3 separate regions of the Mus musculus genome follow, and all the other regions are linked to region 2. A link is a contact called in public HiChIP or PLAC-seq data. All regions are on one chromosome and are shown on one strand. The core of a region is the stretch at or near the end of the contact, and the rest is flanking DNA. Distances in the headings are between cores, read along the strand shown. Region 1 overlaps Chst8 (carbohydrate sulfotransferase 8). Region 2 overlaps Rhpn2 (rhophilin, Rho GTPase binding protein 2). Region 3 overlaps Chst8 (carbohydrate sulfotransferase 8).

Region 1 (3,001 bases), core at 27-2,526, 670 kb before region 2:
GTCCTGTCCCAAGAACCATCAGAGGCCAGGGCAACAAAAGTGTCATGAGCTGGCTCAGGGCGCCCTCTGCTGGCCTGAAGGCAAATACACCACTGGACATATCACTGTATGAACGTTAGAACAGGCCCAAACTCAGAAAGGGTGTCCAGAGACTGGCAGCCTTTCCACTGAGCCCTGCCATGTCCCACAATGCTTTTCTTTGTGAATATGTGGCTCAAGGATCAACTTGCATTGAACCTGGGGATGGCTACAGGTGCAGCAAGTGTCTCTGATCAGACCATGCCCATCCAGGGTGAGAGAGCCAGGGCACCAGTCCTCGATGGCTCCCAGATGGGCCAGTGACAGCAGCCACTCTGATCTGGGCCATGATGGACATGACCACTGTGGAGGAGATGCCTCTCAGATGCCAGCCCCAGTTCCTTGATTCTGCTCTCTACCACTGTAGGGAATGAGCTGAGGGGTAAGGCAGAGAGGCCTGGTGCCCCATCACTGCTTGCCTCTGTCTGATTTGTTCCTGCCTCTGTTTCTTTCTGGCTTTGCCATGAACACTTTGACTGGGTAATTTCTGCAAGTCAAAAGAAGCCAACAGAAAGTGTATGTGATTTGTCTATACATGTATTTTTTTGTACAGATATGGTGTGTTAGGTATGTATATATGTGTGTAGATGTATACACATATGGTATACATCATGGCATATACCTGAGTGTGTATGGGTGACACATGTATGATATGATGTGTGCTCTGTGCATAAATTGTATGTGCTGTGTATGGATGATATGTACATATGTGTGTATGTTGCAATAGGTAGTATATGTGTATTTGTGGGAATGAATGGTGTGTGGTGTCTATGTGTTCATTGTATGCAGGTGGTATGTACATGTATGTGGCGTGCATGTATATATGTGTTTATTGTGGATAGGTGCTATATGTATGGAGTATTTGTGCAGCTTCTAATGATATATATGTGTATGTATGTAGTGAATGGTGCATGTGTGTGGTGTATGTGGATTGTGTGTATATGGGTGGTATGTATGTATGTGCTGTATATGTATGTGTGTGGTATATGAATATATGGCATGAGTCTGTATACACAAGGATAGGTAGTGTGTGCATGATCAGGCCCAGATGGTCCTTTTAGTTCCTCCCCCAGGCATTAGGAACTTCCTGTGCCCCTCTGCCTCTTCTGATGGACAGGAGCTCTCTAGTACGGAGGGTCTGGCTGTGGAGTTTCAGGGCTTCACAGCAGGGGCTGCCAGGCCTTTCCTAGAGCCAGCTGCCACAGTGAAAACAGAATCACTCACAATAAGAATGGCTGTCAGGGGGAGCTGAGCCAGGAGTCTCCTTTGTGGCCTGAGACCTCCCATCTTAAACAGCAGCCAACGAGATGATGTGTGGCCATCAATGGTGGCACTGTCACAAGGCAGAACATCTCCTTTCTTTGACTGGAGCAGCACGCAGGAGTCTGATACACAGTGACTGTCACATGATGTCCTCCACGGAGTGTGAAACCCAGGCTTGCTGCAGTTTTTCCTTTGGTAGCCACAGCAAGTGGCTCCAGCCCCATCCTTGCCATATGAGGCTTGTTCACCCTTGCCCATTCTGCTGAACAAGGCTCCTCAGCTCCTGACTGCTTGACAAACCTGGGGCTGGGCACCTTGCGGTCCTCTACCTTCCTTCCTCCCCAGCCTCTGGAGGCAAGTACAAAGTGCAGCCCTAAGGCTAGTCCAGTGTCTCCAGGTGACCCCCTCCCCCAGTCCTGTCTCCTGGAATCCTGTCACATTCCTGGGATTGTCATCCAATACAGGGAACATTCTCTCCCTCTCTTTTCCTCTCCCTCCTCCCCCACCTCTCTCTCTCTCCCTCTCTCTCCCCAGTGTACACACACACACACACACACACACACACACACACACACACACACTTACACAATCTTTCATTTCTGGGGGGGACAGCTGGGGCAGGCTTTGAACTTGTTATGTAGCTTAGGCCAGCCTCTCCATCCTCCATGCCCAGCCTCTGGAGTACTGGAATGTCAAGCATGCGCCACCACGCCTGGCTGTAAGGCTCTTTCAAAAGCACTCCTATCTCACTCATTTCCCCAGAGAACAATAGCCAGGGAGCTCCAGCCACAGAAGCAGGAGCCTCAAGTGGGGGGCGGATCCTTGGACACAATGCACACTTTCCTTGAAAGGGCACTAAGGCCTCGGAAAGGAGAGACACAGGGAAGCCTGAGTGAGAACCAACATATGTGATCTTGCTTTAGCCACACAGCCAGTTCCTGTTGTCTCACGGGTGCCCTGTGCCTTACAGACAGGTGACTAATGGGCAAGATTCAACCCCAGCCTGGCCATCCGCTCTGGCCTGAGGACAGTTCTGTAGTATGTCAAGGGTTTCCCACCTGACCTTCTCCCAGCTGACAAAAGGAATCCGCCTTATATCAGGGGAAGTGTAAACGACTTTTAAAAACATTTATCAATGTCAGCCACAGTTTGGAAAACACATTTCATTTGGGAGGTGGCAGACACTGGCGTCTCACTGTAGAAAGCCACACCTATGATGTCATTGGTGGGACTGGTGAGGGGAGACTGGGTACATCTTGGAAACTTGAGGCTGGGGAGGGAAGGGAAGCAGTGGAACCTGGGTAATTAGACTCCCCTCCAACCCCCAGCTGAAGTCTAGACGAGCAGGTAGCCCGCAGAGCCAGAACTGAGGGCAGGGTGCACTTGGCATTCGGGAACCCCAGAGAGGTGTTCAGGCCCAGATCGGGAGGTGCTGTCTCTCCCCACTAAGTGTCCCAGGCCCCACGGGATCCAGCAGGGATTTAAGAGCTGGGGGTTGGCCTGGGTGTGTAGCTTTCTCGCCCTCCTCTGCAGCCTGCAGCTTTTACCTCTTCCCGAGAAGGCTTCTGGGTAAACACAGAACATATACATTTATCTCAGCTTCCCTCTAAGATCACAGTGTAACGGCAGCAAAGAATGAAACAGATAGCAGCCCACGGTG
Region 2 (2,916 bases), core at 310-2,809:
GTTCCCGGACAGGCAAACAAGTGACGGCCAGGAACAGACGTTTGTCTGAGAAGAGGTTAAGCAGACTGCTGTGCGTGGTCTTGAACGCTGTCAGGAGTCTGCACTCCAGAGCTTGCTGTGCCCCCATGACTGATTAAAAGGTTTATTTCTCACTCCTGCTGCCCTGCTTTTGAGCCAGGCCAACAGGGCATGGTTTTAAAAGTTGCTCAGCACACAGTCTGGCTGGATTTGAATTCTGGCCTTAACCAATCTTGGACCTTGGGTGAGTTCAAGAATAGCTCTGAAGCTCAAGATAGTGGGGAGATAGGAACTGTATCCTAGGGTCTTAGTGGGCCATGATGAGTTGGTGTAGGGAAAGCCCATACAACAGGACACAGAGCCATTTGTTTATGTAATAGGTGTGATAATGACACCGATGATTTTTCTAATATTTATTTATGTACTTTTTACATATAGGAGTGCTCAGTCTGCACGCACACCTACATGCCAGATGGTACAGATGGTGTCAGATCCTTTATAGATGGTTGGGAGCCACCATGTGGTTGCTGGGAATTGAACTCAGGACCTCCGGAAGAGGAGCCATTCTTAACACTGAGCCATCTCACTAGCTCTATACCCAGGATTGTTATGATCATTCTTTGTAGCCAATGAAGACTTCAGATAATGACACTTGGCCACTGTTTGCTTTTAAAAGGTTTCTGATTATTAATTCTAACTACAGGTAGGTGTGTGTCTGACTGTGGGTATGTATGCATGCGTGAGCGAGTGCAGGTGCTAGGTGCCAGAAGTGGCAGGTCTGTTGCAGCTGGAGTTACAGCTGGTTGTGTGCCTTCTGACGCGGGTGCTGGGAACTGAGCTCGGGTCCTCTGGGAGAGCAGCAGGTGCTCTTAGCCACTGAGCCTTCTCTCCAGCTCCTGAACGACTCTCCTGCAAAATGAACCTAAATGGCGAGTGCTGGACGTGTGGCTCAGAATATAACGCTTGCTTAGCATGTCCTCCGTTCCTTCCCAGTGATGGAAAAACATCAAAGCGGTGAGAACAAGCGAAGGGCTGTTTCCACCCGGATCATTTACCTGCTACTCTTTGTTTTGAATGGTGGGAATCCTACTCCTCCCTAGAGCACATTTGGAGACTACTAACACCGTGGAAAGAATCCATGCTTTGGCATGTAGAGCTGGAATCAGGCCCCGACTGTCAACAAGCTGCGCGGCATCAGCTGGTTAATACCCTTTCTGGGCCTCGGTGTCTTTGGCAGTAGGTTTTCAGTTAGACCACGGTTTCCAGAAAGTGCCCTGAAAGTCTCGGGCAGGGGGCAGGAAGGCTTGGGGACTAAGGCAGGGAGCCCGCCATGTACAAACAACAGAAGCAGCAGTAGAGGGAGGGAAGGGAAGACCCAGGAAGGGGGCAGACCCTGGAGTGGTCCTGGGAGGGGAGAGGGTCATTGAAACTTCTCAAAGAATGTGTGGGTGTGTGCGTGTGGACATGCATGGATAGCAGAGCGAGCCACGTCTGCTGAGAATGGCTGTGAGGCAGGAATGCAGGGTGTGGGCTGGTACCTGGAGGAGGGGGCGTGGAATCCAGGCAGCGTGGGGGCCTATTCTTTGAGGCCATGGCTATTGCTCATAGGGCAAGGCTCTCTGGTGGAATATGTGTTGAATAGTTGGAGGTGAGCAGAGAGGATTATAAGAACCATCCAGGACCAAAAGGACTGGTGGGACCAGGGGAAGACTGGCGTGCCAGGTCAAAGGTCATGCAGAGCCAGGGGGTCAGGGGAGCCTGTCAGTTTGGGAAATAGCCTCAAGCTGTAAACAAGCTGTTTGAAGGATGGTGGTAGGGGAGGCAGGGTGGCGTGCGTGCGGTGGAACTGGAGCTGACATCCTGCCAGAGGAGGGAGGAAAAAAACTGACAGTGTTTGTGAGGAAGCCATTATCATGGTAGAAGGCAGACTCAAAGCAGGTGGAGGGTCGGAGATGCTCAGAGTCCTGGGATCTGGCTCGAGAATTTGGTTTTATTGTTTTTCATGATCGCATGCCCCTGTTGGAGTCTCTGAAAGGGAGTCTTGACCCAAAATTACCAGATTCTAAGGTGTCCTAGCTAAGGTTACTATGGCTGAAATAAAACACCAGGACCAAAAAGCAACTTGGATAGGAAGGGATTCATTTGGTCCACACTTCCATATTACAGTTCATCATCAAAAGCTTTGAGGGCAAAGGAGATGCAACTCAAATGCCAGGACCAAAGAAACCTGGGGAGGGAAGGCTTGATTTGGTCCACAGCTCTGTTTATCATCAAAGGAAGTCAAGACAGGAGGAACTTAGACAGGGCAGGACCCTGAAGGCAAGAGCTGATGCAGAGGCCACGGAGGGGCGCTGCTTACTGGCTTGCTCCCCTTGGCCTTCTCAGCCTGCTTTCTTATAGACCTCAGGACCATCAGACCAGGGATTGCACCACCCACCCTGGGCTGGGCTCTTCCCCATCAATGCCCTGTAGGCTTGCCTACGCCCGATCTTACGAGGTTATTTTCTCAAACGGAGGTTCCCTCTTCTCTAAAGGCTCTAGCCTAGGCCAAGTTGACATACGAGGTTATTTTCTCAAACGGAGGTTCCCTCTTCTCTAAAGGCTCTAGCCTAGGTCAAGTTGACATAAAAGCAGCTAGCACACAAAGGGAATCACCTTCCTTTATGGTTCCCTGTCTTAAAAATCAAACAGCTCTTCGATCCCCCCTCCCTTGGCATCCGGAGTGAGATGTGTGGCACACGCTGCCCCTGCCTGCTTTTCAGAGTTCTGAGTTTGATTTGCTGGGCGTGTGTTCTGTGGTCAGGAGACAACGTGTAGGAGTCAGTTCTCTCCTTCCACACATGGATGCTTTACCTACTGAGCCACTTCTTCTGACCTGGCTTTTCAGGGCATAATTCT
Region 3 (3,331 bases), core at 370-2,869, 590 kb before region 2:
ATCAAGCACTTTGAATCCCGAGACAATGCGTCCTTCCTCTTCCTCTTCGCTTTTCACTTGTCAATGTCAAGTAAGTCAGGATAGATCCCCAGGGACGCTGACCTCAGCCAAGGAGGACTTAGCTGCCACACAAGTGGTTTAAGGATAGAAAACCCCCTAAGTTTCCAACATCAAGACTGCATTCCCTGGAAACCTTAAGACGGTTGGTTGAGGGCCTTGAGGAGAGGGCTCTGGACTGAAGTGTGAGCCTACTCAAGACCTTACAATTGGTGGCTGGAAGGTGTGTCTGCCTACAAAGCCGGCCCCTGCATACAGGTGAGGGTATGACTCAAGGCCCAGGGCAACTCTCTCTACAGATCCCACTAGGAGCCCCAGTAGCAGAAATTCCCAGTAGCCCCTAGGAAACCTGGACCTAAAGATATAAACAGAACGCATGTTCCCAACCCTTGGATGGGCAGGGAACTCCATAGGTAACAGCAAGATCTTCTCCCTCCACCCCCACCCCCCCCACTCCCCATCTCCCAGGAGAAAGGCAGAGGTGGCTTCTCAGGCAAAGCCATGTAGGCAGGGCTCCGGAGGACCACAATGAAGATGCAGTCACACCCCCAGCATTTATTTGAAACAGAACATTAATTCTGACTGTCATTAGAGTCCATTTCAATTTTGTAATAACATAAAAAGTTAAGAGTCTAATTTATTCATACAAATCTTGTTAGCATCCAATTTCCACATAATGTAACATATCTCTTAAAAAGCTGACAAAGCAGGAGAAATTAAAAACAGTTAAAAAAAAAAAAAGATAGTCAAGGGTTCTCACTGTCTTGGAGGCAAAGGTGAGGAGGGGGACAGAGATCAGAGTGGTTTGGAGAAAGAGCTAGATGCTTGGAGACCAGAGACGGGCAGGCTAATTCCTGACTCTTACATACCCCTCCACGTGGCCTCCCACGATATGCCAGGGGCAAGTCTGCACCAATACGCGCCACAGACAGGCCCCCTCCCCCAGTACTCCCTTCAGCAAACACATCCTAGGAAGCCTGTAACTCCCCTTAATTAGACGGCTGCAGTGTTTGCATTCGATAGCGTCGCCCTGTAATCTTGCCCATACACAGGTTTTAACTGTACATTAATCTTTCTTACACGCCACCCCCATGCTAGATCCTGTACTGGCAGCAGTTTGGGGCGGGGGGGGGGGTGTCACTTCGTTTATTCTTCAACCAAAATAGCTGCAGATGAGTGTAACTGCACGCCACCCCTCCCCCACCTCGTCCTTCCAGGTTTACCTGCTGGCTGTGGGGCTTGGAGAGAGACTCCTGTCACCTGCAAGCCACCTTCCAGCAGTGTGTTTGGTGCTTTCACAGCTGACATCAATTTTAGCAGAAAAAGGTCAGCAGCAACAAGCAATCTTCCCATCACCAGCCATGTGCTTTTGGGGTGCCTCCTCCAAACTCCCACAGGATGGGTGGGTCTGGAAGAGCTTGCCTGGGGGGGGGGTGGAGAGCACCCCGGGTGAACCTAAGAAATCTAGCAGCACTGAGGTTCCAAGGTCACTTGGAGAGCCAGGAAGGAGAAGTATAAATTACAAAGCGCTGGATGGCTGCCAGGGCCCCAGGAAGCTACATTTAGCCTGCCATTCTCCCCGCAGCAAGACGAAGCCTTAACTCTCTTCCCGGGAATTTGAATGAAATTTGTTACAGGGACATTGTGATTGAAATATCACCAATTGGCTTTACATGACAACTCTGCAATTGATGGTGAAGGCAATGGGGAGGGGTGTGTGTGTGTGTGTGTGTGTGTGTGTGTGTCTAGAAAAGGCCGGTTGCTGTAGTGTTCTCAGGCTGGCCAACGTGGAGATAAGGGTGGCCCATACAATATTTATGAAATCCAGATGAAGTCCTATGCCTTCAGTAAGCTGATATCATAACACAGATTTCAAAAAGACTCCTTGACATTTGCCCAAGATCAGATTTCCCCTGCCAGAAGCCCAGGGGGCTTTCTGCTGATGGAGGTCTATAAGCTCCCCCACCCTCCTCCTGCAATCTGCTCCTTTTAAGCCCAGGCAATTAGCACTGGGGTGGGGCCAGACGATCCAGAAAGGGGAGAAAGCAGAGTAAGTGTGCAACCGGCTCAGTGGGAAGTATTGGGAGGGGTTTTCATTGGTAAAAGATAGGTTTGCTTTTGCTGGTCAGTTGTTTGTTTGTTTGTTTGTTTGTTTGTTTGTTTTTAAGATAAGGTCTCTCAACATATCCTTAACTTGCCTGGAACTTGCTATATAAACCCGGCTGGCCAAAAACTCACAAAGATCCACCTGCCTCTGTCTCTGGAGTCTGGGATCAAAGGAGAGGAGTTTTATTGTTAAACACTTTCTGGTGTTCAGAGCAAACCAGAGGAGGGCCTTAGTGGGTGTGGCTCAGACAGTCAGAGAGAGAGAGAGAGAGAGAGAGAGAGAGAGAGAGAGAATCCATCCCAGGGATGAAAGCAAAAATGTATAACCCTGAGGCCAAAGACTTCATTCCCGCGTAGCCTCTGAGCTCTCCTCTCTCTCTTCCTCACTCTTTCTCTCTCTCCCTCCCCCTCCCTCCCTCCTTCCTTCCTTCCTTCCTTCCTTCCTTCCTTCCTTCCCCCCTTCCTTCATCCCCCTCCTCTCCTAACCCCTCTCCCTCCCCGTCCTGTTTTTTCTCTTCCAGGCTGGCATCAGACTAGCAATCCTCCTGCCTCAGCATCTCAAATGCTAGGATTGCAGGCTTGTTCCAACATACCTGATAACCTCTGATTTCTTTCAGGGAACCTTTGGAGCCATGGAGCTGTCTAAGAGGGACACCTTTCAGCCCTCCCCGGGAGACTGTCCTGAGCTCCCACAACCCTGCCTGAGCGGCTGTGTGGCTAGGAGTGGTTGTGCCCAGGAGACCATTTCCAAAGCAATCCTTCAGAACACTGGAGGCCCCTCCCCCCAGAGTTTGTCATGTGTCTGGAAGTGGCTTCTGGAGACAAAGGCTCCCAGCACACACACACCAGGATCTGGATTGGTGAGACATGAAATACTGAGTGAAGTATGGGGCTGAAGTCCCCAGATTGTTTATGAGTCCGAAGCAGGGTCGATTTAGGTGGTTTTTGATAAACACTTCATACTCTACATCCTAAGAGAGGCAGAATACTTGTCAAGCACACATCTTTATGAGCTGTCCGCCTATAAAACTCGCATGGAAGGTCCGTGCTTAATGCTGGTCTGGCAGTAAATTGGCGCGTCGTGCCGGTCGGCAGCATCAAATTAGCATCGACCCGTAAAAACGTTACTGAATGATTCCTCAAACCTGCCAAGTCTTCAAATCAATTT

The links. HiChIP or PLAC-seq counts read pairs in DNA pulled down with a chosen protein or histone mark.
Region 1: an H3K27ac HiChIP or PLAC-seq map of embryonic stem cells shows a contact between it and region 2, with 2.1 times the contacts expected there. The contact joins two enhancer-like sites. A contact is called at or near these places in 2 of 115 datasets of contacts at active chromatin or transcription factors (embryonic stem cells and trophoblast stem cells).
Region 3: an H3K27ac HiChIP or PLAC-seq map of embryonic stem cells shows a contact between it and region 2, with 4 times the contacts expected there. The contact joins two enhancer-like sites. A contact is called at or near these places in 2 of 115 datasets of contacts at active chromatin or transcription factors (both in embryonic stem cells) and 1 of 9 other capture datasets (liver).

The regions. Positions count from the first base shown.
Region 1 is chr7:34,719,730-34,722,730 of GRCm38.p6, forward strand. All of the region lies in intron 2 of Chst8 (carbohydrate sulfotransferase 8), which reads right to left. Among named protein-coding and RNA genes, the nearest start is that of Gm12781, 61 kb to the left of the region's middle. Within about 2 kb of position 1,277, at least 73 of the 459 cell types and tissues checked have an H3K27ac peak or open chromatin away from gene starts, as enhancers often do. A contact at or near this core is called in embryonic stem cells, where this site is marked.
Region 2 is chr7:35,387,387-35,390,302 of GRCm38.p6, forward strand. The region is part of intron 14 of Rhpn2 (rhophilin, Rho GTPase binding protein 2); the gene reads left to right. Among named protein-coding and RNA genes, the nearest start is that of Faap24, 7.9 kb to the right of the region's middle. Within about 2 kb of position 1,560, at least 13 of the 459 cell types and tissues checked have an H3K27ac peak or open chromatin away from gene starts, as enhancers often do. A contact at or near this core is called in embryonic stem cells, where this site is marked.
Region 3 is chr7:34,797,237-34,800,567 of GRCm38.p6, forward strand. The region is part of intron 1 of Chst8 (carbohydrate sulfotransferase 8); the gene reads right to left. Among named protein-coding and RNA genes, the nearest start is that of Gm38987, 14 kb to the right of the region's middle. Within about 2 kb of position 1,620, at least 23 of the 459 cell types and tissues checked have an H3K27ac peak or open chromatin away from gene starts, as enhancers often do. A contact at or near this core is called in embryonic stem cells, where this site is marked.